Linked DNA regions of Mus musculus: all the other regions are linked to region 3. The links are chromatin contacts, called in public Hi-C, HiChIP or PLAC-seq and promoter capture Hi-C maps. All regions are on one chromosome and are shown on one strand. Each heading gives the region's core, a stretch centred on a gene start, on an enhancer-like site or on the middle of the called end of the contact. The rest is flanking DNA. Distances are from core to core; before and after follow the strand shown. Region 1 has its middle 16 kb from the start of Gm46275. Region 2 holds the start of Nprl3 (nitrogen permease regulator-like 3). Region 3 holds the start of Bod1 (biorientation of chromosomes in cell division 1). Region 4 holds the start of Snrnp25 (small nuclear ribonucleoprotein 25 (U11/U12)). Region 5 holds the start of Sh3pxd2b (SH3 and PX domains 2B). Region 6 holds the start of Chac2 (ChaC, cation transport regulator 2).

What was found. Promoter capture Hi-C pulls out the DNA fragments that hold promoters and counts their contacts. Hi-C and Micro-C count contacts between places; a contact is called where the count stands out from the background. HiChIP or PLAC-seq counts read pairs in DNA pulled down with a chosen protein or histone mark.
Region 1: a contact with region 3 is called in a Hi-C map of the G1E-ER4 cell line, with 5 times the contacts expected there. The contact joins the enhancer-like site here to the promoter of Bod1 in region 3. A contact is called at or near these places in 12 of 39 promoter capture datasets (the 3T3-L1 cell line, the C10 cell line, the HPC-7 cell line and 7 more), 1 of 15 datasets of contacts at CTCF or cohesin (embryonic stem cells), 21 of 484 Hi-C or Micro-C datasets (B cells, the Ba/F3 cell line, the G1E-ER4 cell line and 8 more), 3 of 115 datasets of contacts at active chromatin or transcription factors (astrocytes, embryonic stem cells and large pre-B cells) and 2 of 9 other capture datasets (adipose tissue and embryonic stem cells).
Region 2: a contact with region 3 is called in an H3K27ac HiChIP or PLAC-seq map of extraembryonic endoderm stem cells, with 6 times the contacts expected there. The contact joins the promoter of Nprl3 here to the promoter of Bod1 in region 3. A contact is called at or near these places in 11 of 39 promoter capture datasets (the 3T3-L1 cell line, the C10 cell line, the HPC-7 cell line and 6 more), 1 of 15 datasets of contacts at CTCF or cohesin (the NIH/3T3 cell line), 3 of 484 Hi-C or Micro-C datasets (CD4 T cells, CD8 T cells and embryonic stem cells), 10 of 115 datasets of contacts at active chromatin or transcription factors (astrocytes, embryonic basal ganglia, embryonic forebrain and 6 more) and 2 of 9 other capture datasets (embryonic stem cells and liver).
Region 4: a promoter capture Hi-C map of pre-B cells shows a contact between it and region 3. The contact joins the promoter of Snrnp25 here to the promoter of Bod1 in region 3. A contact is called at or near these places in 22 of 39 promoter capture datasets (the 3T3-L1 cell line, 3T3-L1-derived adipocytes, the C10 cell line and 14 more), 7 of 484 Hi-C or Micro-C datasets (B cells, CD4 T cells, CD8 T cells and 4 more), 11 of 115 datasets of contacts at active chromatin or transcription factors (the HPC-7 cell line, T-cell acute lymphoblastic leukemia, embryonic basal ganglia and 7 more) and 5 of 9 other capture datasets (adipose tissue, embryonic stem cells, liver and 2 more).
Region 5: a promoter capture Hi-C map of embryonic stem cells shows a contact between it and region 3, with 2.6 times the contacts expected there. The contact joins the promoter of Sh3pxd2b here to the promoter of Bod1 in region 3. A contact is called at or near these places in 10 of 39 promoter capture datasets (the 3T3-L1 cell line, the C10 cell line, the HPC-7 cell line and 5 more), 1 of 115 datasets of contacts at active chromatin or transcription factors (extraembryonic endoderm stem cells) and 1 of 9 other capture datasets (embryonic stem cells).
Region 6: a contact with region 3 is called in a promoter capture Hi-C map of hippocampal neurons, with 3 times the contacts expected there. The contact joins the promoter of Chac2 here to the promoter of Bod1 in region 3. A contact is called at or near these places in 4 of 39 promoter capture datasets (cranial neural crest, embryonic stem cells, hippocampal neurons and 1 more), 1 of 115 datasets of contacts at active chromatin or transcription factors (kidney) and 3 of 9 other capture datasets (adipose tissue, embryonic stem cells and liver).

Annotation. Positions count from the first base shown.
Region 1 is chr11:32,318,886-32,322,606 of GRCm38.p6, forward strand. No RefSeq gene overlaps it. Among named protein-coding and RNA genes, the nearest start is that of Gm46275, 16 kb to the left of the region's middle. Within about 2 kb of position 2,051, at least 18 of the 459 cell types and tissues checked have an H3K27ac peak or open chromatin away from gene starts, as enhancers often do. A contact at or near this core is called in the G1E-ER4 cell line and stem cell-derived neural stem cells, where this site is marked.
Region 2 is chr11:32,266,030-32,269,297 of GRCm38.p6, forward strand. It overlaps Nprl3 (nitrogen permease regulator-like 3), which reads right to left and starts at 1,678. Exons shown (of 13, transcript NM_181569.3): 1 at 1,394-1,678. The coding sequence starts at 1,511. RefSeq lists enhancers at 2,754-3,268, 2,917-3,268.
Region 3 is chr11:31,670,543-31,674,015 of GRCm38.p6, forward strand. It overlaps Bod1 (biorientation of chromosomes in cell division 1), which reads right to left and starts at 1,320. Exons shown (of 4, transcript NM_001024919.1): 1 at 959-1,320. The coding sequence starts at 1,159.
Region 4 is chr11:32,202,952-32,206,698 of GRCm38.p6, forward strand. It overlaps Snrnp25 (small nuclear ribonucleoprotein 25 (U11/U12)), which reads left to right and starts at 2,464. Exons shown (of 5, transcript NM_030093.3): 1 at 2,464-2,712. The coding sequence starts at 2,671. It also overlaps a transcript of Il9r not described here.
Region 5 is chr11:32,345,642-32,349,426 of GRCm38.p6, forward strand. It overlaps Sh3pxd2b (SH3 and PX domains 2B), which reads left to right and starts at 2,199. Exons shown (of 13, transcript NM_177364.4): 1 at 2,199-2,327. The coding sequence starts at 2,253.
Region 6 is chr11:30,984,494-30,987,905 of GRCm38.p6, forward strand. It overlaps Chac2 (ChaC, cation transport regulator 2), which reads right to left and starts at 1,872. Exons shown (of 3, transcript NM_026527.3): 1 at 1,619-1,872. The coding sequence starts at 1,753. The region is part of intron 1 of Asb3 (ankyrin repeat and SOCS box-containing 3); the gene reads left to right.

The sequences.
Region 1 (3,721 bases), core at 801-3,300, 650 kb after region 3:
TAACTTGCTGTGTAGATCAGAGTGACCTTGAACTCACCATCCTTCTGCCTCTACCTGTCCAGCACTGATATGACAGGCCTGTCACCCACCTGATGTGGAGGTTAAATTTTTCTGGTAATAGCTTCAGTGAGTTCAGAAGAAAGAGAAGAGTCTGCGTGAGCCAGCACAGCCTGGATTGCTCTTGTCTTCTCCTTCAACAATTACAGCTTAACACCCTCTTAAACTCCACTTCAGCCTCCCAAATGTTCTAGTTTGCTTTTAATTGTTTCTTTCTTTCTTTTTTTTTAAACGTGTTTCACTTTTCCAAAACTTCTGGAGATAAATCTCTGGGGCATAATCAATCTTCTGGGATTTCTCCCTTGAAAAGTGACATTTGATTTCCAGACAGATGCTGGAAACATACGTGACTCCCAGTTGTAGGAAGCAGGCGGGAAGCTGAAATCCAGATGAGTATATTGTCCAACCTTCCTAGGTCTCTGGTCTGTCTTTGGATCAGCAATAATTACCTGAACAGCTACCATGACTTTATTAATTTGGGGGTGTAGCTCCCCGAGGTTGTCCCTACACAGCAACTGCAGGATCTGAGGGTCTTCCTTAAGAACAGTGTGTCAAAACCAAGAACCAGTTCGTCTAAAGCTCCTTGGCTCACAGACACACAAGTAAATATAAAATGATTACCCTATCAGATTAGAGGAACCTGGAAGATCACCCCAAGTCTATTCCACCCAGCCTCTCGAGAAGGTGACAGCCTAACCCCCTGCCAGAACTTATCCAGACCTTGATAATGTCTATGGACCTACCGAATCAGAGACCCATGGTTTACCCTTTGTTTTGTTTGTGTATCTTGTGGTGGTGGGGAAAGATACACATAGGTGTGTTGGTCACATGCATGCATGTGTGTGCATGTGTGTTTGCACTTACATATGTAGAAGCCAGAGGACAGACCTGGGTGTCGTTCCTCAGACACCACCTTTTTTTTTGTTGTTGTTTTAACATAGTCTCACTGAGCAGGCTATCTGTCTGAGCTCCAGGGATCTTCCAGTCTCTGTTTCCCCAGTTCTGAGAGTATCACCACCTGGCGCCACCATGCCTGACTTTGGACATGGATTCTAGGGGTTCAAACTCAGGCTCCTCAGCCATGGTTTTTTTTTTTTTGTTGTTGTTGTTGTTTTCTTTTTTTTTAAATACCTGCTGTATAAATTCCATGTGTCTACAATTTGCTTTTCTTTTACCAACATAATCCCCTAGCTCAAACAAAACAGGAGACTTCTGTCACTTACAAAGGAAAGCAGTCTGAAGTAATAATTTACAAACCTAATAAGCCTGTATAAAAGAGACACAATCAGATATTTTATTTATGAGCCGTGTGCCCAGACTGGGCAGAGTTAGGGCTATACTAGCTCATTCCCCAGCTGTAATGCCCTGTTACTGGGTCTTTCTCCTGGCCACTTGGTTCCGGACCATGGCATCTTCCTCCTCCTCAGCCCCCCCCTCCCTGCAACCCTCTCTCTTAAACCTCCAGTCCCACCTTTCTCCCTCCCCTGCTGCCCAGTCACAGGCTCTAGCCTTTTATTGACCAGTTAAACTGGGGAGAAGGCTCACATGGCATCACTTGAGTACATGAAGATTTGTTCCTCACAACTCCCCCCTTATCAACATCCCTGCCTCGGTTTCCCCACTAGTGGCATGGAGGCATCGCCTAATTGACAAGGACGGGTGCTGGTGTGCCCTGAACTGTCCATAAGCCTAGGCAGACCTCTGCTGCTCCACCTCCAAAGCCCTCCCTGACCCTTTGTGACTCACCCGCTCCCCTGTGGTCTGCTCTGCTGCTCCAGGGCTGTGAAAAAGAACTCAGTGGCTGTCTTAAAATAGCAGACCGTCTCTCTCCTGTGTGCCCCTAAAGCAGCTGTGTTTGGTTTTGTCTGGAACTATCTGGAAACTGAGACAATGGACCCAGGACACTGTCACCAAGCCTCAGACGGAGCAAGCTGTCAATCACCTCTCAGACCAGGAGCTCATGCAGGGAACAGGTGATCTGCACCAGACATTCCTTCACAAGCACGGGTTAGAAGCCTAAGCTGGGAACAGCCAGTCCTCCCCTACCCACACTGCCCTGCCCTGTGGGAGAGGGCACTCGTCTTGGCTTAACTCTGCCCAGCTCTGCTTCCCATATGTGACAACACCGGGCAATCTCAAGCAAGCACTTCCCATCCATGAGACCAGTTAACCACAAAGCACCTTTCTTCACTTTCTTGGTGCGCGTTCTGTCACTACAGAGTTCCTGGGTCTGGGAGATGGATGAGCAGTAGACTTGATTCGGCTCACAGTGCTGGAGGGTGGGAGGGTTGAAGGCCTCTGCTGAGAGCCTCGAGCCACACTGCAACATGGTGGAGGACCTAGAATATAAGAAAACAGTAAGCTTAGCTCCCCTCTCATTAGAAAGCCAGTGGCGCCACCTTGGGGCCCACTCTCAGCTGTTTATGACTACCGGGCAGGAGGTCTCTGGGGCGCCCCCTGCAGGCCACTATAAGTAGGTGCAAGGCTTTTCCAGTATCGTCACCACCTCCAGCATCACCTTGCCTTTGCACAACCAAATACTTGTTAAATGTCTATTTGTAGGACCGCACTCAGACCTGTGAGATGTAGGAGACGGTTTTGCTCTTGATGTCACCTGTGTAATTGCTGGAGGTCAGTTCAGACACAGTGGCACTCTGGTGGGACTAGAAGGCACCTCACTGCCCTTGGGTAGCTTCTTGAGTGCCAGGGGAGATTCTTATACCACGTAAGGACAAAGATGTGACAAAGCTGAACTGAAGCCATGAGCAGTCCTGGATCTGATGGGAGAGCCATGGTGAATGTGGGCTGAACGATTCCATGGGCTGGAGTCCTGGACTACATAAACAGAAAAGCGGCTGAGCGCAAGCTCTCTCTGCTCCCAGGATGTCTACGATGTGACAACCTCCGCTTCTGTCACCGTACCTTCCTGCCATGACGGACTGTACCCCTTAGAATTGTGAGCCACAGTAAACCCTTCCTTAAATTGGTTGTGCCCGTCGTTTCAGCAACCGGGAAAGTGACTAATATTGAAAATTGGTACCTGGAATGGGGTGGGGAGTGAGCATTAGAAACCCGACCATGTGGTTCTTAGACCTTTTAGACTGGTTTGTGGGAGGCATATGGAAGCACTTAGAATTTTATCCTAGAAAGGCCCTGGGATACTGTAAGCACAGACTAACGTGGACAGTAGAGACTCGGCAAGGCTTTGGGGGAAACATTCTATCAGGTAGTGAGTTAGGGGACATTGTGTGATATATTTTGGCAAAGGATCTGAGTGCATTCTGCCTATGTCCTGAGTTGAGTGGGGTTTAACTTAAGGAGAACAGGCTGCCGTGTCTGGCAGAAGAAATCTCCAGACAGGAGACCAATCGGGAGCTCATTTGGGCTGTGGCGAGGTCATTGCTTGCTGTTCTCATTGAGGCCTCTCGTGAGAGAGAAAAAGGGGCATCCTTGAAGTTTGGTTAAAAGGGTGTGCAGGTAAGATTAAAGTTCCAGGGAAGGACAGGCAGGTGACACAGCAGGTGTAACTATTAAGGAGATGAGCAGCATGGAAGAGAAGCTGACCCTGGGTGACAGGAAAGGTGCCCTGGGTGTAAGACCCACCCCAGAGAACTCCATACTGCAAATATGCAAGTTCATTTAAGAGGAAAGTGTCCAAACTAAG
Region 2 (3,268 bases), core at 428-2,927, 600 kb after region 3:
ACATGGCCTACAAGCACAGGTGAAGGCCAGAGCAAAATGTAAAGTGTCCTCCTTTCTCTGTATCTTACTGTCTCGAGGCAGGGTCTCTCACGGAATCAGCTTACCCTTCAGGCTAGGCTGGCTGGCCAGGGAGCTCTTGATCAACCCATCTCTATCAGTCAGTGATGACATTACGCACACCACAGCCAAGCCAGTCTTTTTACATAAGTGCTGGGAATTTAGGGGTCTCATGCTGGCAGAGCCAGTGCCCAGCCTGAAAAGACTGAAAACTACTGCCCTCAACAGGGGCTGGACGAATAAACCAGAGTACGCTCATCTCATGGACTTCACTGCAGTCATTAATAAGAACAAGGTGGCTGGCGGCGGTGGTGGCCCAGGCCTTTAGTCCCAGGACTCAGGAGGCAGAGGCAGGCAAATCTCTGAGTTCAAGGCCAGCCTGGTCTACAGAGTGAGTTTCAGGACAGCCAGGACTACACAGGAAACCTGTCTCAGGGTGAGGTTGAACCTGTTTAAGACATAGACATAAAGTACAGAAGAAAATGAGCAAAAAGACCATCCGGTCTATTTCAATATATATATATATATATATATATATATATATATATATATATATATATATATCAGGGAAAAAATGGGCCATGTAGTTCCTTTTGTACTTGGAATGTGTGCTTTGCTTGTGTATAAACAGATTTGGAAAATGGTGACGATAGTTGCCCTTTAGGGGGATGAGGGAGGGGGTTCTGAGAGCTTGGTACCATCTTTATGTTTTTATAACTTAAAACCCTTTGTATTATATTAGCGAGCTTTAAAGAACACTGCCTACAGAGGCAGGCTATGCCTGATCCATGCAGCAGTGTACTGCGACTAGACAGGAGTTATGTGCTCAATAACTCCAAGAACCTTCAAGGCGGATGCTACAAAATAACAAATGAGTGTCCTGAGATTCTCTGAGGGGCTCGGGGAAAGGATGATGCTGTATTTTATTTTTTGGTGGGTACACTTTCAGAGTTTATATACAGGAGGGATGATTATCAAGATGGTGAGCAGTTATCCACAATGGGCATGGACCAGAGTTCAAGATCAACTTCAGACCTTAAAGTCGCTTATATTTTCTAAAATAACTTATAAATTCGTGTCTGTGCTTGTAAAATCTGGTGTCTTTCTGGATTTGTCTGGAGAAATGGCTGGCCTTGGGCTCATGGCAATACCCCGGCCTCCGCGTCCGGGGCGCTGGGATCCCAGATGCGCACCACTGCTGGAGCTGGCAATTCTTACGCATTTTTATTTCATGGGCTGGAGACTCAGGAGTCGTGCCGCGGCCCCTCTCCTCCTCCTCCTCCTCCGCACTGTGCACTGCGCGTGGCGGGGCGGGTGACCGCCAGGAGCCACTTACTTGTCTGGGACGCGGGGTGCTCCTGGCTCCTCTGGAAGGGGTACCTGAAGAGCAGCTTATTGCCCCTGCTGCCCGAGCTCACCAGGATCACGCTGATGGGGCTGGTATTGTCCCCCATCCTGCGGGAGCCCGGGCGTGCGCCTGAGAGGAACTCGCGTAGGGACCGCAAAAGCCGAAGGCAGGCGCCGGGCCCGCAGGGACACGGAGGAAGCCGGCACCTCGGCCTCGGCGCTCACTCTCGCGAGACTTCGCCGAGCGGCGCTCCACAGCCCCCGCGCATGCCCGGACAGGCGACTGCGCCGGCGCGACGCCTTGGCTGCACTCTAGTAGCTCGCTAGGGAAAGCTGTCTGCAGTTTAAAGTCATACACTTGATTTAACCAGAGCGTATAAACTTTAAACTGTAAGAAAGGCAGGAGCGGTGGTCTGGATTGTACTAGCCTGCTCATCACATAACAATCATGTTTTCAAACTTTACAAAGAGAGAAAATAGTCGTATTTCAACCTCCCCCTCCCCGCCCCCCAACTATTACTCAATGAGAAGGTACCATTTGAATATTTGCCAGTGTCTGAGAGTTGCACTTATGTTTGCCTTTTGATGGTTTGGATGTGTGATGTGAAAGGAATGACTTTAACTCATTTTGCAAGCCTTTATCCCAGTCATGTGTGATTTGAGTGTTGTGTGAGGTCAGGAGTAGGAAGGGGCTGGGAGGGAAGCAGACAGAGAGATGGAACCAGGTGCCTGGGATGGGTCGTGGGACCTTCCCACGGAACCAGCGGGAGTGCATAGGGACCGGGGCACTTGAGCCAGGCAGGACTGTGGTCCAGGTTTTCCCTCTTACTCCCCCGGGCCATTCTGCCACTTGATTAGCCAGAGCCTTGGGACCCCAGTGGTTGCCTCTGAGATAGGAAGACCTAAACCAAGGAGCCCAGAGTTTCCCCAACTATGATCTCTGGACCCATTTTTTGCCAGCAACCTTCACAGGAGTATTCACAGTATAATTTTCTATGTAATTAATAGTGACAGCCAGGCTCAGTGGTGGAGACCTGTATTTCCAGCTACTAGGGAGACTAGGGTAGCAGGATAGGAAGTTAAAGCCAGGCAGGGCAACTCATTGAGGCCTTCTCAAAAAGGGAAAGAGATGTTGCTTGCTAGTGAGCACTTGACATTATATACGAGGCCCTGGGTTCAATCTTTTCTACCGTCACTAGCTCTGAAATGGACGTGGTAATAATGCTGCGTGTGGGGGAAATGATGAGATCCCAGTCTACAGAAGTCCACTGTACTCCCCTCTGAGGCTGCCTTACCCAATACTGACAGCACTGGATAGGAGAACCCAGGACTAACTAACCTGGGATGCATCACCTCAACTCCCAAGGTGTCCACATCATTGTGAAGAAATACCATCAGCTATTCCAGAAATCAAAACGTAGGTCACACCGTGGACTCCACTGGGGACCCCAGTTTCCCCGCCAGAAGCTGGATTTGAGCTGTTGTGAAGGAGCAGAGCCAGCCTGAGCTCTGCAGGCCATACCTTCCGACTCTGATGTTAAAGTCTTACAGAAGAGAGGCTTCATTTCAAATGTAAAACAATGTGGATTCAAGACCCCCTCTGCAGAAGTAAACCTTTGGAAACTGGAACTTTGGACCCTTGCACCCCATCCCCCAAGGTCTCCCTTAGGTAGAGTAGGAAACCATATGGGTGCCAGGCCTTATCTGTCCCGTCACTTGCTCAGGCCAAGGGCTGGGTGGAGCTCACAGACGCTATCTGGGAGCTGCCTTCTTCACTGAGTGTTCCTCTCCAAGAAAGAGCCACTCGCCCACAACAGAAATAGTTTTAAACTCTCTGCCCTGTCCTGAATCCTATGGCTAGAGA
Region 3 (3,473 bases), core at 70-2,569:
CCCTGGGGAGCCCTCTCAGTCAGCAAAGAGGCTCCTAGCTCCACACCTTAATCTTGGCAAGCAAGTTTTGTAATGGGAAAGGAAATGTTCTGGCTACTATATACCTGCCCCGTGACACACATTCCAAAGTTTCCAAATGAGGTGAATTAGCATTTTGTTTAACGGTAGACTGGCCTTTGGCACTGGATCTAACATAGCCATTAACTCCATTTCAATTAGTTAAATGGAAAAAAAGAAGGTGCTGATTCGACAGCTTATCCCAATTTGACCTCAAACAAGTCTGCAAATGATTCAGCTGGGGAAAGGGACTATTAACGTGCAGTCCCATCCAGCCAGTGCTAAAAATCACCTCCCAGGTGAACAAGGGAACGGGTGGAGCTTCTAAAGTACTCTACCTTTCCCATGGGTTGTAAAACACAAGTTTCTTGGGTATGGAGTGGGTATACGTGTGCAGCCATTAAAGAATCCTCAAGTTCAGAAAAGCGAAAGAACTATAAATAAATAAATAAATGAATAGATAGATAGATAGATAGATAGATAGATAGATAGATAGATAGATTGATTGATTGATTGATTTAAAAATCACAGCTGGTAAGGGCTCCAGTGTCGGGTGTGCACCACTCAGAAGATAGATAGATAGATAGATAGATAGATAGATAGATAGATAGATAGATAGATAGATAGATAGATAGATAGATAGATAGATAGATAGATAGATAGATAGATAGATAGATAGATAGATAGATAGATAGATAGATAGATTGATTGATTGATTGATTTAAAAATCACAGCTGGTAAGGGCTCCGGTGTCGGGTGTGCACCACTCAGAAGATACCGGTAGTGCCCCGAGCAGCGCGTCCCTGCCAGGCTCTCGAGGTGCCTTTTGTTTTACTCCGGGCTCTGGCACGTCAAAGCAACTGGATGGTCCGCCCCCCTTGGTCCCCCGAGGCTCAGGTACCTTAGTGTCCACGTCGGCCAGGCAGTCCCGGCGGAAGCTGTCAAACAGCCCACGGCTCTTGAGCTGCTCCACTATGAGAGCGATGAGCTGCGGGTCTCCCGGAGGCAGCGAAGCGGGATTGACAGGGCCGCCGGCCCCACTCGAGCCCCCGGACGGTCCCGAAGCCTGGCCCGCCGCGCCTGCTCCCGCACCGTCCGCCATGGCCGCACCCCGCGCCCGCGCCGGGCCCCGCGCTCCGCTGCTCCTCCGGGAGCCGCGGGCAGAGCTGCGCAGACACGGAGGGGCCCACGGAGGCGGCGGCGACGGAGGCGGCAGGGTGGGAGGCGGCGGGGACCAAGGCGCTCCCCGCTCGCCGCGCTGCCGGCGCTCGTCTAATGGCGTCACCGACGGCCTTTGCATTGTGGGACGGTTGGTTTCCTGGAGCCATCACCTATGTTCTTATAGCCCGTGTCTGGCCGTTAGAAACTACAACTCCCGGCAGGCTGTTGGCTCGCTCGCGCTAGTTTGCGGGACAGCTTGGGCATTGTAGGCTCAGAACCTACCCAGTCACGGCAGCCCTCCCAAATCAGACCTCCGGGTCACCTGCAGAACTGATTAAAAGATTACGAGTGTATCCTTTAACGACTGTGATTCAGCAGCTCTGTATTTATGCCTGGCAGCCTGTGCTTTTGACAGTCGCTCCATTCCCACGATCCCCTTAAATAATGTGATCTGGGAGATTTGGTTAACAATGGGTTAATCTTATTGTTTTGACAAAATTAATTTTTACTTTTTGTGTGGCAGGGAGGGGCGGTGGAGCGTGCGACAGCACATATGTGGAGGTCAGAGGACTACTTGGGACACACTGGTCTCTCCTGTGATGTAAGTGGTGGGATCGAACACGTATCCTCCAGCTCAGTGGCAAGTGCCTATACCCTCTCAAGCTCTCTAACCTGCCTACTAATCAAACTTCTGTTCAAAAGTTTGTACCCTTCTGCCTGATTAATAGCAATGCAGATTCATTTTACGAACTCGTAAAATAACAAGAAGAAAATAAAAACTGCTGTTAAGTCTTTTTTGCATGTGTGGATTTTCGCCTTAGCATTAAATATTGTCAGCATTACTAATAGTAGATCCAGTAAGTAGAATGAATTAGATGTAATAGTGCTGCACTCTTTAAATACGTTCACAACTACCTGAAAGCTGGCACTACTATTTCTTTGTGCAGATGCAGAAATAGAAGAACAGAAATAATTACCGTGGTCATATATATACCTAGATGAAGTATAGTAGGTGCTGTGGTCCAGTGTTTAACCTAACATATCCACGGTCCTGATAGCTAGCTGTCATTTTACAACAAGTAAAATACCCTAGCTTTTACACCCACAAGTCTGCACTGAATTCCCCACTGTTGCCCCTATTAGAAAAAAAAGTTTGGATTGCTAAGAGAGACCATCATTTCAGCTAAGTGTCTGGATGAGGCAAACTTTACTTGATCAAGAGGCTTGCTGGGGCAGGAAAGGGCAGGGGAGGGAACACACCTAGACAGGAAGTGCATTTGGTTTTTATTCTGAGGAAGGTGAATCCTGTCTTTTCTCAGTTGGCTAGGGTCCAACATAACAATCTTACTCAGTTATCTGAAAAGAATTTGTGCATAAGAAGTAGAGGAGGAAGGGGAAAGAGGTCACTGCACCAAGGAGAAAAGGCCATCAAATTCCTTTGTGTAAATAAAAAATGTCCACGGGATTCTAACATTTGCAGGTCTTACAAAGTGAGGGAGGAAAAAAAAACTTAATTTCTTCTTCTAAACACAAATTTTATATATTTTATAGGAGAGATCATATTTGATTTTTTTTTTCAAGACAGGGTTTCTCTGTTTAACTACCCTGGCAGTCTTAGAACTCGCTTTGTAGACTAGGCTGGTCTTGAACTCACAGAGATCCGCCTGCTTCTGCCTCCCAAGTGCTGGGCTAAAAGGTGTGTGCCACCATGCCTGGACAGTTTTGATTTCTTAGGTGCTTCTGTCCTCTTTGTTTCTTGGCTGATCATCAACTCATCAACTTCCCCAGCTCTCAGAACTACATCTGCTGTGGTTCCTCCTCGTCACCCATGACAACTGAAAAAGATGTGGATAACATTTACAGTGCCCTTGGCTCCGGGGAAGATGCACAGTAGGCAGTGATCCAAGATGCTCTCACCCAACATTTGCTACCCAAGAGAACTGAAATTAGAGCACAAAACAAGTAGCCACTCTCAGTTCATACTTCTTAGCAACAGCTCAGCCAGTCGCAAGGTTAAGCTGATCACAATGTGTCATGACAGCTTGCAACCCTTTGGGACATCTCAAGTCTGTTTCTACTACTGACCCATGCTGACCTCTCATGTCTGGCTCTGAGGGAGTCCTATTAGAGAGTTCAACCCTGGCCCCTCCTGGAGGGAGGGCTGGAGGCAGGGTGCCCTTCTTATAGGTTGCATTTTAGGCACACCATATCTTATTCTTTCCTCACAAAATCTTTTTTTGGTCCCCGGTCTAATT
Region 4 (3,747 bases), core at 1,214-3,713, 530 kb after region 3:
TATTTGAACAATGGCTGTATGCACAGCCTGAGAACTGGTAGGAGCTCAGTGGTCCAAGCTGGATGCCTTAGCAGTTCTGTTCTGGTGCTAACGGCCATGAGAATCCCTAGAGAACCACTTATCCTCAGTCCATGTTGTAAGCTGAAGAAGTTGAGTCCCAGCATTGTGGGAGGATGGCCGGAGTGCTGACAGGACAGAGTGGATAACCTTGCCAACAAAACACAAAAGCAAGCCGGCAAAAGGCAAAACCTTTCCCCTCCGACTGCTTTATACTAATATCTAAGCTGCCAGGAGAAGACTTGATCCACACTCAGGGTGAGTCTTTCCGTTTCAATTAATGTAATCAAGAAAATTCCATATACCAGAATGGCCAAGTAGTTAAAGAATCAGATTTAAGAAAGTCCATCACAGGGATGCCTAGAGGTTGACCCATCTAAATAACCCCTCACAGATGCACCAGGCGCTTGTCCCATGGGCGATTCCCTGTCTTGTTGACAGTCAATATTAATCAATACAAGTCCACCCCTTGTAAACTTGACACCCAGACACACATCCTTATGCCATGCTTAATTTCCAAGTGAAGACACATTCATAATTTTGCCTACAATAACTAACTGAGCCCAACCACAAGCACACTACCCTACCCTCAAAATAGGCCAGAGTTCCTTTAATGCTTAGTCTTTTGGTGTCCCCAAGGGCAAATATAATTATGTTTACAAGGCTTAATAACTGATACTCTGGTTCACAGATGTGTATGCATGTGGGAATATGGAGCTATAGAAATATAGATATAGGTATGAGGTAGAATGGTAGGACATGAAAATCGTGATGGCCTAGAAAGGAAAACATGGGAAAGGAAAGATCTGGCTTGCTTTTTCTGCTGATAAAGGCAGAAAACTAATAGACATAGCTGATAAAGCCAAAATTGCCTGAAACAGTTCATTTGAGAGAAGATATCTCAAACAAAAATGTCAAAGACAAATAAATTGTGCTTACTTATGGCCACATTAATCTATACTGTAGATTTTCTGTTTATTTTTGTTTTGAGAAAGGGTCTCACTATGTAACCTGTTCCTCTTACTTTCTTCTTTATCTCTGCTGTGCAACTCTCCTGGGCTTTAAACCCTTTCTCCTGCCTCAGTCTCTCCAAGTGCTAGGATTTTCTCCAAGTGCGTACAACAAGCTTGGCATAGGGGATAAGAGTTTTAAGTAGGATAACCATGATTGAGGGAGGGAGGGAGGGAGGGAGGGAGGGAGAGAGGGAGGGAGGGAGAGGGAGGAGAGGGAGAGAGAGAGAGAGGGAGGGAGGGAGAGAGAGAGAGAGAGAGAGAGAGAGAGAGAGACACGGTTGTTGTTCTTCCAGAGGGCCAAATTTGATTCCCAGCACTCACACGATGTTTCTCAGTGCCCAGAAGAAATACACGCCGAAAATGACCCATACACATAGGATTTTAAAAATGAGGCAAGTGATTAAAGTAGCTATCCAGGGAATGTGACGGGAGCAAAGAAAAAAGAAAAAGCCCACAGTGCTGCCTACACAGCGTCCTCATAAGAACAGTTGTTACAGGGACTGGTGGTGTAAAAGAACACGAGGACTAGAGATCAGCGCATGGCAAGGCTGCCCTTGACAGCTCCGAGGACCACAGGTCCCGCCTAGATTTGTTTTGTTTAGACAACTTCCCTCTGTAGTCCCTGCTCTCCCATACAGACCTAGCTCTCGATTCAGATCCAACTGCCTCTGCCTCCTGTGTGCTGAGATTAAAGGTGTGTGCCACCAAGCCAAAGCTTCACTTCACTTTTTATTCTATTTGTGTGTGTGTGTGTGTTGGAGTTGGAGTTGGTTTTTGTGCGGGGAGGGGGTTGGTGGGTTTTTTGGTTGGTTGGTTGGTTGGATTTTTGAGACAGGGTTTCTCTGTATAGCCCTGGCTGTTCTGGAACTCACTCTGGCCAGGCTGGCCTCGAACTCAGAGATCCGCCTGCCTCTGCCTACCAAGCGCTGGGATTAAAGGCGTGCACCATCATGCCCGGCTTCCACCTTACTTTAAAGTGGACCTTTTAGGCAATTTTTTGGAATGGAGCCCATGGCATAATCTCAAGTGACTGCGAAGCGACCTGGCTGGGGCAACAGCACGCGAGTGGCAACGGCAGGCCCCAGGCAGCAGGAGGCGCCCGCCTCCCAGCGTCACCTTGTTGGGTGATGCCGTGCACGGGGACAGGTGTCTTGCGCGAAACGATAGCAACGCTGGCCTTCCTTGACAACCAGCCCAGACCGAAGAGAAGCTCAGCAGCGGGGAACAGAATAGCTCGTAGCTCCCGCGCCGCTCGCACCACCAACGTGACCTGCTCTATCCAGCCAATAACCTGCTGTCTGCACGCTCCCAGCCTCCCGAAGACTCGCACATTTCATTGGCTACTGAAGCCACGCAGTATACCATTGGCTAAGCTATCTCGTCGGGGCGGGACACAATCACTGCGCACGCGCCTTTTGCTTATCAACCTGGAAGGCAGGGCAGGCTGGAGGAGCGCCGGAAAGCAACACTAGTCTAGTAGTAGGCAGTCCTGGAGGACCCGGAGGCTGAGGATCGGCCGGAGGTGCCGGAGGACGACGAGGATGATGAGGAGACATTGCCCCATTCCGAGGCTGTGGACGTGTTCCAAGAAGGTCTCGCCATGGTGGTGCAAGACCCGCTGCTCTGCGACCTTCCGATCCAGGTGCGAGACAGGGCTCTGGGGTGTGGATGGGCGCTGGTGGTCCCACCAGAGAAAGACGCTTCTGCGCATAAGTGGAACGCTTAGGGTGAGGAGCCCCTCTGAGCCGTGAAGTTTGAATTAAACAAACACTAAGATATGAACTCAGGATGAGTGTGACAAGTCTTTTCCTTTTGCCTGAAACTTCAGTATGCGTGACTTAGTAGTTAATGTATTCTTTAACCTTGCCAATCAAAGGTGTTTTTATTTAACGTCTGTGTGCGCACAGAACTGGGAGCCAAACTGAGAACCTTTCGAATGCTAAATAAGTGCTCTACCACTGAGTTACACAAGTTTATTTGTACTTCCCTCTGTGTTTTATTAAAACATCTCTTGTCTGGCCAGACCTTTAATCTCAGCACCCGGGATGCCGAGGCAAGGGAATCTCTGTGAGTTTGAGGCCAGCCTGATACATTGAGAGCTCCAGGCCAGCCAAGGGTCTGGAGTAGTGGGTCTCTGCCTCAAAACAAACAAAAGACATTTTGTTATCAAAGGTTTTAGGTAGCCGGTCAGTTGCACCCTGGACCTGAGGTACAGGCCTGGAGCCTCTTGATACAATACTCTCAGGATCGCCAGGCCCAGTGTTAATTGAAAATCCTAACACACAATAGGTGTCTTAGTCAGAGTTTTACTGCTGTGAACAGACAGTGTGACCAAGGCAACTCCTTTTTTTTTTTTTTCCTTTAAAGTTTATTCAATACAACCTAATCTCCAACTTCACTGAGGTGGCTGACCACGTGGACTCTTATAAGGACATTTAATTGGGGCTGGCTTACATGTTCAGAGGTTCAGTCCATTATCATCAAGGCAAGAGCATGGCAGCATCTAGGCAGGCATGGTGCAGGGGGAGCTGAGAGTTCTACATCTTCATCTGAAAGCTGCTAGCAGAATATTGGCAGCAAGGATGAGGGTCTTAAAGCCCAAGCCCATAGTGACACACCTACTCCAGCAAGCTACACCTATTGTAACTGGGCCACACCTTCTAATAGTGCCACACCC
Region 5 (3,785 bases), core at 949-3,448, 680 kb after region 3:
TAAAAGCTACAGTGAGTCACTCCTGACACCATTGAGATGGCGTGGTCAAGAACAATAGAAGAAGCAGTAAGTAAGGGGCAGGGGGGAGTGTTTGGAAAAAGCTGGGCCTCTTGTGCGCTGCTGATAGACTGGAGAGATGGCTGAGTGGTTAAGAGCATGGACTGCTCTTCCAGAGGTCCGGAGTTCAATTCCCAGCAACCACATGGTGACTCATGACCATCTGTAATGGGATCTAATGCTTGCTTCCAGCACACAGGTGTACATGAGATAGAGCCTTCCTATATATAAAATAAGTAAACAAAATTGCCACCAGGAAGACAGGCATGCAGCGCCACAAAAGAATGAGCAAATCCAGGTAGAATTACCATGCAATCCAGAACATACTCTAAAGAACTACTGAGTAAGGACTTTGAACAGACATCTGTATGTCAACATTCCCAGCAGCCTTAGTCACAATAGCCCAAGGGTGGCAACAGCCAAAGTGACCACATTTATATGAATAAAGAAAAGGAAGGGCTAGGAAACACACAATGAAAAAGTATTCAGCCACAAAAAGGAAGGAGGTTCTGAAGCAGGTAGCAAGGACGCAGATGCACCTTGTGGGTGCTTAACTAAAATGAGGCGGACACCCAAGGACAAAAGCTGCAAGGCTGAACTGTTGTGAGCGACCCAGAGTGATCCGACTCACACTCAGAAATCAGCCGGCAAGGGTGGGAGGTGGAGGATGGGGGCAAGGATGACGGGACAGGGAAGATGATGGCATTACTACAGCTACAGGCAGAGCTGGGGAACTGGGAAGTGGGAGGAGCTAGCTGATTCAGGTACATCCAACTTCTACAGTCTGTGCTTCTGCTTTGTGCAGGACATGAGAGAAACCAGCGGGTGCCTTGGGTGGCAGCTCTGCTGGGGAAGCACCTTAGGATCTGGTGCACTGGAGGGAATTACTGGGCCAGGGAGGGCCCTGGTTCCAAATGGATGCCACTCTCCACAATCTCCGAGTGGGTCAGTAAGAACAGCTTAATCAAGAGCGCCAAGAAGATAGTCCTGTGCCTGAGGCAGCACAAAGCCATCTTTGGTACAAAACTGGCTTTGGTAAAGACAATCCTCCCGCCTTGGCCTGGTACCAATCAAGTAACCCCTTCTATTAGTGAAGCCCATCCAGACCAGCCTTCAAGGCCAGAACAGCAGAAAGCACGGACAAAGAAGCCAAAAAGGCAATAGAGGGGTTTCCAGAGGGATTCAAAATAAAGTAGTCTGCAAGGCCTGCCTGGACTGACGAGAACTCTCCCTTAAGAAATTCCTCGACTGATCTATGGGTGGGGAGGTGCCTGAAGGGGAACCCCTGCTTCGTGGCTGAGAAACCACTACCTGCAGTCTGAACTTCCTATCCATGGTGTTATGTGTGTCCATCCATCCATCCATCCATCCATCCATTCATTCAGCCAGCATCTGTTAGTTACTGAGCGCCCAGCCAATGCTAGGATGAGCTAGAGAAAAGAGATGTGGAGCCACTTGTAGCTTTGCTTTGCTTAGTGTGGGGCAACCATGGGTTGGACCCACCTGCTCCATGAATCTAGAGGCTGTCCTCAGGTCCTCTGTAAAAGGCGATTAACCATCCCCTCCTGACCCCCAACTCCCAGGTGTTGTGAGATTTTAAGTGAGCATCCGTGATAATGACAGGGCACAGGGCCAGGTGTGGACTCAGTCCCCCACGGGGTCAGGGGCTTGCTACCTACCCAGCATCCCTGCTCTCTTTCACCTTCGCAGCCCTGTGCAGGGCTGCCAGGCCATTTTTGCAGTTTTTCCTCTCCCTGTCATAGACAGTAAACCCAAGAGACCTAGTGACCACCTCTCCCTGACCCCCAGCCCCCGCCCCCAGCCCTGGGGGCAAGCGATCGGATTTATAGCGACTGGCACGCCAGCGGTTCTCACACACCGAGGGGGATGGGCAACCTCCCTGAGCCCTTAACGGGAATGGAGAGCTCGAGCAAGATGCTTGGGTGCCTGGGTTTAGAGTCGCCAGGCCCGGGCGCGGGGGGCGGAGCGCGCCGTCCCGCCGGGCGCGGGGACAAAGGCCCGCGGGCGGACGTGGCCGGGCCGGGCCGGGAGGGCCCTTTAAGCAGGGTGGGCGGGCGGCGTGGAGGCGGGCAGGGGCGGGGCGCGGAGGGCGGTGGCGGCGGCGGCAAGTGCTCGGCGGCAAGGATCGCTTTGGCCCGGCCCGGCCCGCACGGCGCTGGGCGCGGAGAACGGCCATGCCGCCGCGGCGCAGTATCGTGGAGGTGAAGGTGCTGGACGTGCAGAAGCGGCGCGTGCCCAACAAGCATTATGTGAGTCGGCGTCCGCGCCACGCGGCGATCCCAGCCCCGCGCAGAACTTGTGCCCCGCGCCCTCACCGCCGTCTCCCCACGCGCCCCGGGTCCCCGCGCCCTCCCTGCTGTCTGTCTCCCCACGAGCCCTTGGTCCCTGTGCCTTCCCCGCCATCTCCCCGCTCGCCCCTTGGTCCTCGCCATCTCCTCGCGAGCTCTCGCCTTGCCCACCCGTACAAAAGTCTGGCCCCAGCCGCTGCTGCAGACTAAGACAGAAACCAGGAGAGAAACCCACGGAGCCGTGGGTCTCAGGCCACCCTCCTACCCAGAGGCGCCCAGCCTCATAGGATTAGCGAACCTAGCCCTTCATCCTTCTGTGCATGGGTCATTTGAGCGCCCCTTCCCTGTAACTTCCGCTTAACAATGTGGGAAAGTTTCCCCAGGAGTAACCCCCCTCTGTGACAGGAGAATTTTGTTTGGAGCTGCTAAGGTGTGGAGGAAATGGGTCCCTGGCATCATTTTGCAGATGGGAACGCTGAGACTCAAAGGCTGAGGATTCTCAAACGTGGACGATGGGCCTGGGGCCCACGGTGACCCTCAAGTGGGAAGTGGCCTCTCAGGCTGCTTGGGGACTTTGTTGGAGGTTGAGGTGGCCTTGGTTCCACCTCAGAGGTTCTGGGTAGTAGGACAGTGGATTTAGAGGAGGCCCTGGGGACTTCACTCCAGGTGTGAGGGGGACTGGCTTCCCTGTGGCTGTGCCAGTCCTGAAGAAGTTAACCAGGAAAGAAAAAAGCAAGAGGGAGGGAAAAAAAAATCCTAACAAAGAAGTGAGGAACAATGACTAGAGAGGGCGTTGGCTGGAGAAAGGCTGGCCAGGGGCCTCCCTGGAAGCCCCTTTGGATCTATTTGTTTAAGAGATCCATTCTTACAAAGCAGACAGCTATACATGCCTTCCCTGAGTCGCCCATAAAATTCTGAAAGGAGATGGCCGGGTATCCACTGTACTCTACAAGAAAGGGTGTGCTGTGTTCCAGTGTATTGTTATAGTCTAGGCCTTCAGTAACTCAGCCCTGGGCCAGCCAGCGGGGGGCTGCTTCCTGGACCTGTGGTATCTTTAAATAGAGCTAAGTTTTCCCTGCTTCAGAGCTCAGCTAAATTGTCTTGGTTTCCCCACCCCCACTCCCTTTCCCCCCCCCCCCCCCCTTAACTATTTCAAATGCTGCCAAGTCTTGGTTTCTTGTTGAAGCCTGTTGAGTTGCCTCTTGGGTATGGGACAGTTTTCAGCAACACACCAACTGGAGGAAGTCTGAAATTCTCCTCCATGCCGCCTTCCACCAGATCCGACAAACCAGAATAGATAGAACCACCAAGGACTGGGTGTCACCTTCTACTCCCTTGTGGTGTCACACATGTTTAGTGGTGGTCTTCTCAAGTCTGTTTCAAGGATGGGGCAGCTAACAGTAAGGAGCAGAGCAGGCC
Region 6 (3,412 bases), core at 622-3,121, 690 kb before region 3:
TATGCTGGGGTCTCTGATCCTACTTTTTAAAACTGATATACACAAACAGCACCACCACAAAACAAAACCATCACAACAACAAAATCTGAAAACAAACCATGGACTTTTAAAGAAATATTGTATTGATTAGACAATTTTTTTTTTTACCAGCAGTCTGCGTGACAGTACACATATCTTAATGTGCTATGTAAGAAAGATACCCTTTGATTGAGCCTATGTTGTAAAATATGCAGTCATAACCACATACCTGCCTGCTTAATGTTTGGTTATTAAAATGAAAAGCTAGTTTAAGGTATATATATATATATATACATACATACATACATATACATACATACATATATATACCTAAAAGGCATTTTATTTATTTTAATTCTTTAATATTTTAAATATTGTTTTATAGTAGTCTTGGTAATTCTTTGGTTATGGTGTTTCTGTTGATGTAAATAAACATTGGCCTCTGTTTGGGTTCCACCAGGCCAGGAAAGTCTACCTTAATTCTAAATTGACAAACTGTAGTTAGAATGGTTCTACCTCAGATGCTCTTCCTGATTTAAAGCCTGTATCTTTTGAGCAGGTACACACTGTGATCTTTCCCTTTCCTAAAATCTCTTCTGATACTTGGTTTCCAGTATTTCAGAATATTATGCTTTAGAGTATTTTTTAAAAATGGTGCTGGGAATTGAACTCGGGCAGGGCCTTGCATGCACTAGGTAAGAACTCTACTACTAAGCTATATTCCCAGACTTGTTTCTGAGCTTGAGGTCCAGGCCAGTATTGAACTTGTGATATTCTTTTGGATTACAATTTTGTACCAGCAGACTAGGCTAATTTTAAGAGTATGTTGGAGAACACAGGAACATTCAAAACCAAAGGTTAGATATTAACCAAACAAGTTACTAGTTCATACTTGTTTAACTTTTTTTTTCCACAGATTTTTTTTTTTTTTTTTTTTTTTTTTTTGTAGCCAAGGCAAATAGTGAGCTGCTTCTAACACTCTGAACCCCTGGAGAGCTGAATGCTTTATATGACCGAACTGAAAAACAGATCCAATGATTTGTATTTACATTAATAATTCAAGAGAACTATGGAGAAGGAACATTCAAATAATGGAGATTTTCAATTCATTACTCAGAACGAACTGCAAACCTCACATAACTTTGCTTATACCTCTCAATCAAAAAATCACCATGGGCATAAAAATTGGAATGACTGGAAACTAGTTCTTTCATGATCTTAGGCATTTTAAAACTAAAACATTGGAAACATAAATTGGAAATTTACAGGCACATATAAATTCAGACCAGTAAAAACCTGGCATAATATAGACATATCAACGAATTTACACACTGACCATGTGGTGACATGAAAATTCAACTTTATTATTTTGTGGGGTGGCAGAGGTTGCCAAGATAAGGGTGCTGTCCTGGCCACTTCAGCCTTGGGCGAGCTCCCTGTGCCCGTGCTTTCTGCTTTAGAAACTAATTACTGGCTTCTGAAGCGGCCTAAGGATATCCACTTCTTGAGAGAGGCAAGGGCAGGTGGCCAATGAAGTTGAGAGCTTTATCCTGTTCCAGTGCTCTGCTGGGTAGGTGGGCATGAGGCGCTGGCTCCTTACCTTGCCTGGGACCCCGCGGTGGTCCGTGCTACCTTGCCAGAAGCGCCGACTGTAGTTTGTGATGTAACCAACCAGCTTGTCCTGGTAGGGGAAGTCCACCTTCCAGATGAGGGACCCATAACCAAACACCCACATCTTTCTGGACCCTGACCGGCACTCGGACTTCAGAACGAGACTGCTACCGAGGGGAGTAACCGGCTGCTGGGGCAGTGCCAGGCGCTCTGGCTTCGCCTGATGTGCGGCGCAAAGCACACTGGGTTTTCAGAGCTTCTATGGTGCGGGAGGGGTGGGGGTAGGGAATGGGAGGCAGGGGACTACATTACCCACAATTCTTTAGAGTTTTACGACTCTCGAGTTGGAGCAGCACCCCTCCCACCTTTTTTTCTAGTGAGAATTGAAAGAGGAGAAAAGGCAGGACTCCTGTCTTATAGGGCACCACAATTAGCACGTAGTCATTTTGTTGTGCTTTGAAAATTGGCTAGCTGCCCACATCAAACAGCAGCCAGAGTGGCAGATCCCGGAAGTATAATATCTGTATGACCAAGTCCTGTGTCCTTTGCTTTTAAATAGAAGCAAAACAGTAGTTTTATGTGTGTGAAAAAGCAACTGGATTCTAATGGAAGTTGCTTATCAGATTGGGGGGAGGGGGGGAAGAACGGGACTGTTTAAGCATGATGAAGGAGAGAGGTTTTTATACAGTAAGAGACATCTGGAACAGTTCACAGTGGGCAGGACCAAACTGAGCTGTGCCATGTGAGAAGAGGGAGGGAAAGAAAGATGAGAGAGAGGGACTAGGTGCAGCAGCCTGGAGGCTCAAAAGGGATTTGGTTGGATTATATAGGAAAGGGCTGCTGCTAGAAGGTCAGCCCAGCCCTAGGGATGGAAAAGTTTAGAGTAGGGGTTGGGGTATGCCAGCAGGAGGGTCCTGAAATAGATCAGGACCGAAGGATGCAGGAAGAACTTGGCAGTCAGTGCCTATTATGATGTTAAGTAGGCACCTCAGCCATTTTTCTCACTTTTGAAACCTACCACTTATTTAAACTTCAAAGAACAGTTTGTTCAGTCTTAATCTCGGAGGCTCAGAGACGAGCAGGTGCACTCTCCCATTACATTACTTCACCAGTGGCTTTTACAGTGCTGCTTATAGAATCCTTTTCTTTTCTCAGGTGAATGGCTGCTGTTTTGTTTAATAAGAAACTTTGAGGATAATGAATATTCTTTACTGAACACTTAATTTGGATGGTTGAGGAGAATTCTTATATTTAGTTTAAAATGTATTGTTTTTCCTGGATTTCCTTCTTAACTCTTAAGTATTTTCATTGCCTCCCCATCAGACAGTTCTATTCTTGCAGAACTATGGCAGGACACCTTAAATTTTAGATAAAAACACTAGTGGGAAAATATGTAGAACCACTGTTGACTATTGGGAAACATATTTTCTTAGTCTTCCTTTGGGTTGTGTTCTTTGTATTCTTAAGATTATAATATTTTATGTATTTGAATTTCTCAAAAATTGAAAATTAAGTGATATATATACACTCCCTCCCCCCAAAAAGAACAGAGCTTTGTTTTTTGTCTTTGATTGGCACCCCACTGAAAAGCAAGCTGATGTCCTAAATGTTGCTATAGTGATATAAATAGTAAGGAAGCAAAAAAAAAATTCCTCCTAAGTTATAGGGATTTTTAAAATACACACTCTAGATAAAGGTTCCAAACACTGAACTCAAATACAGACTTTTGAAAGTGTTGAAGCAGTTACTACTTAAACTGTAGAAAATTTGGCTTGGATTTGCA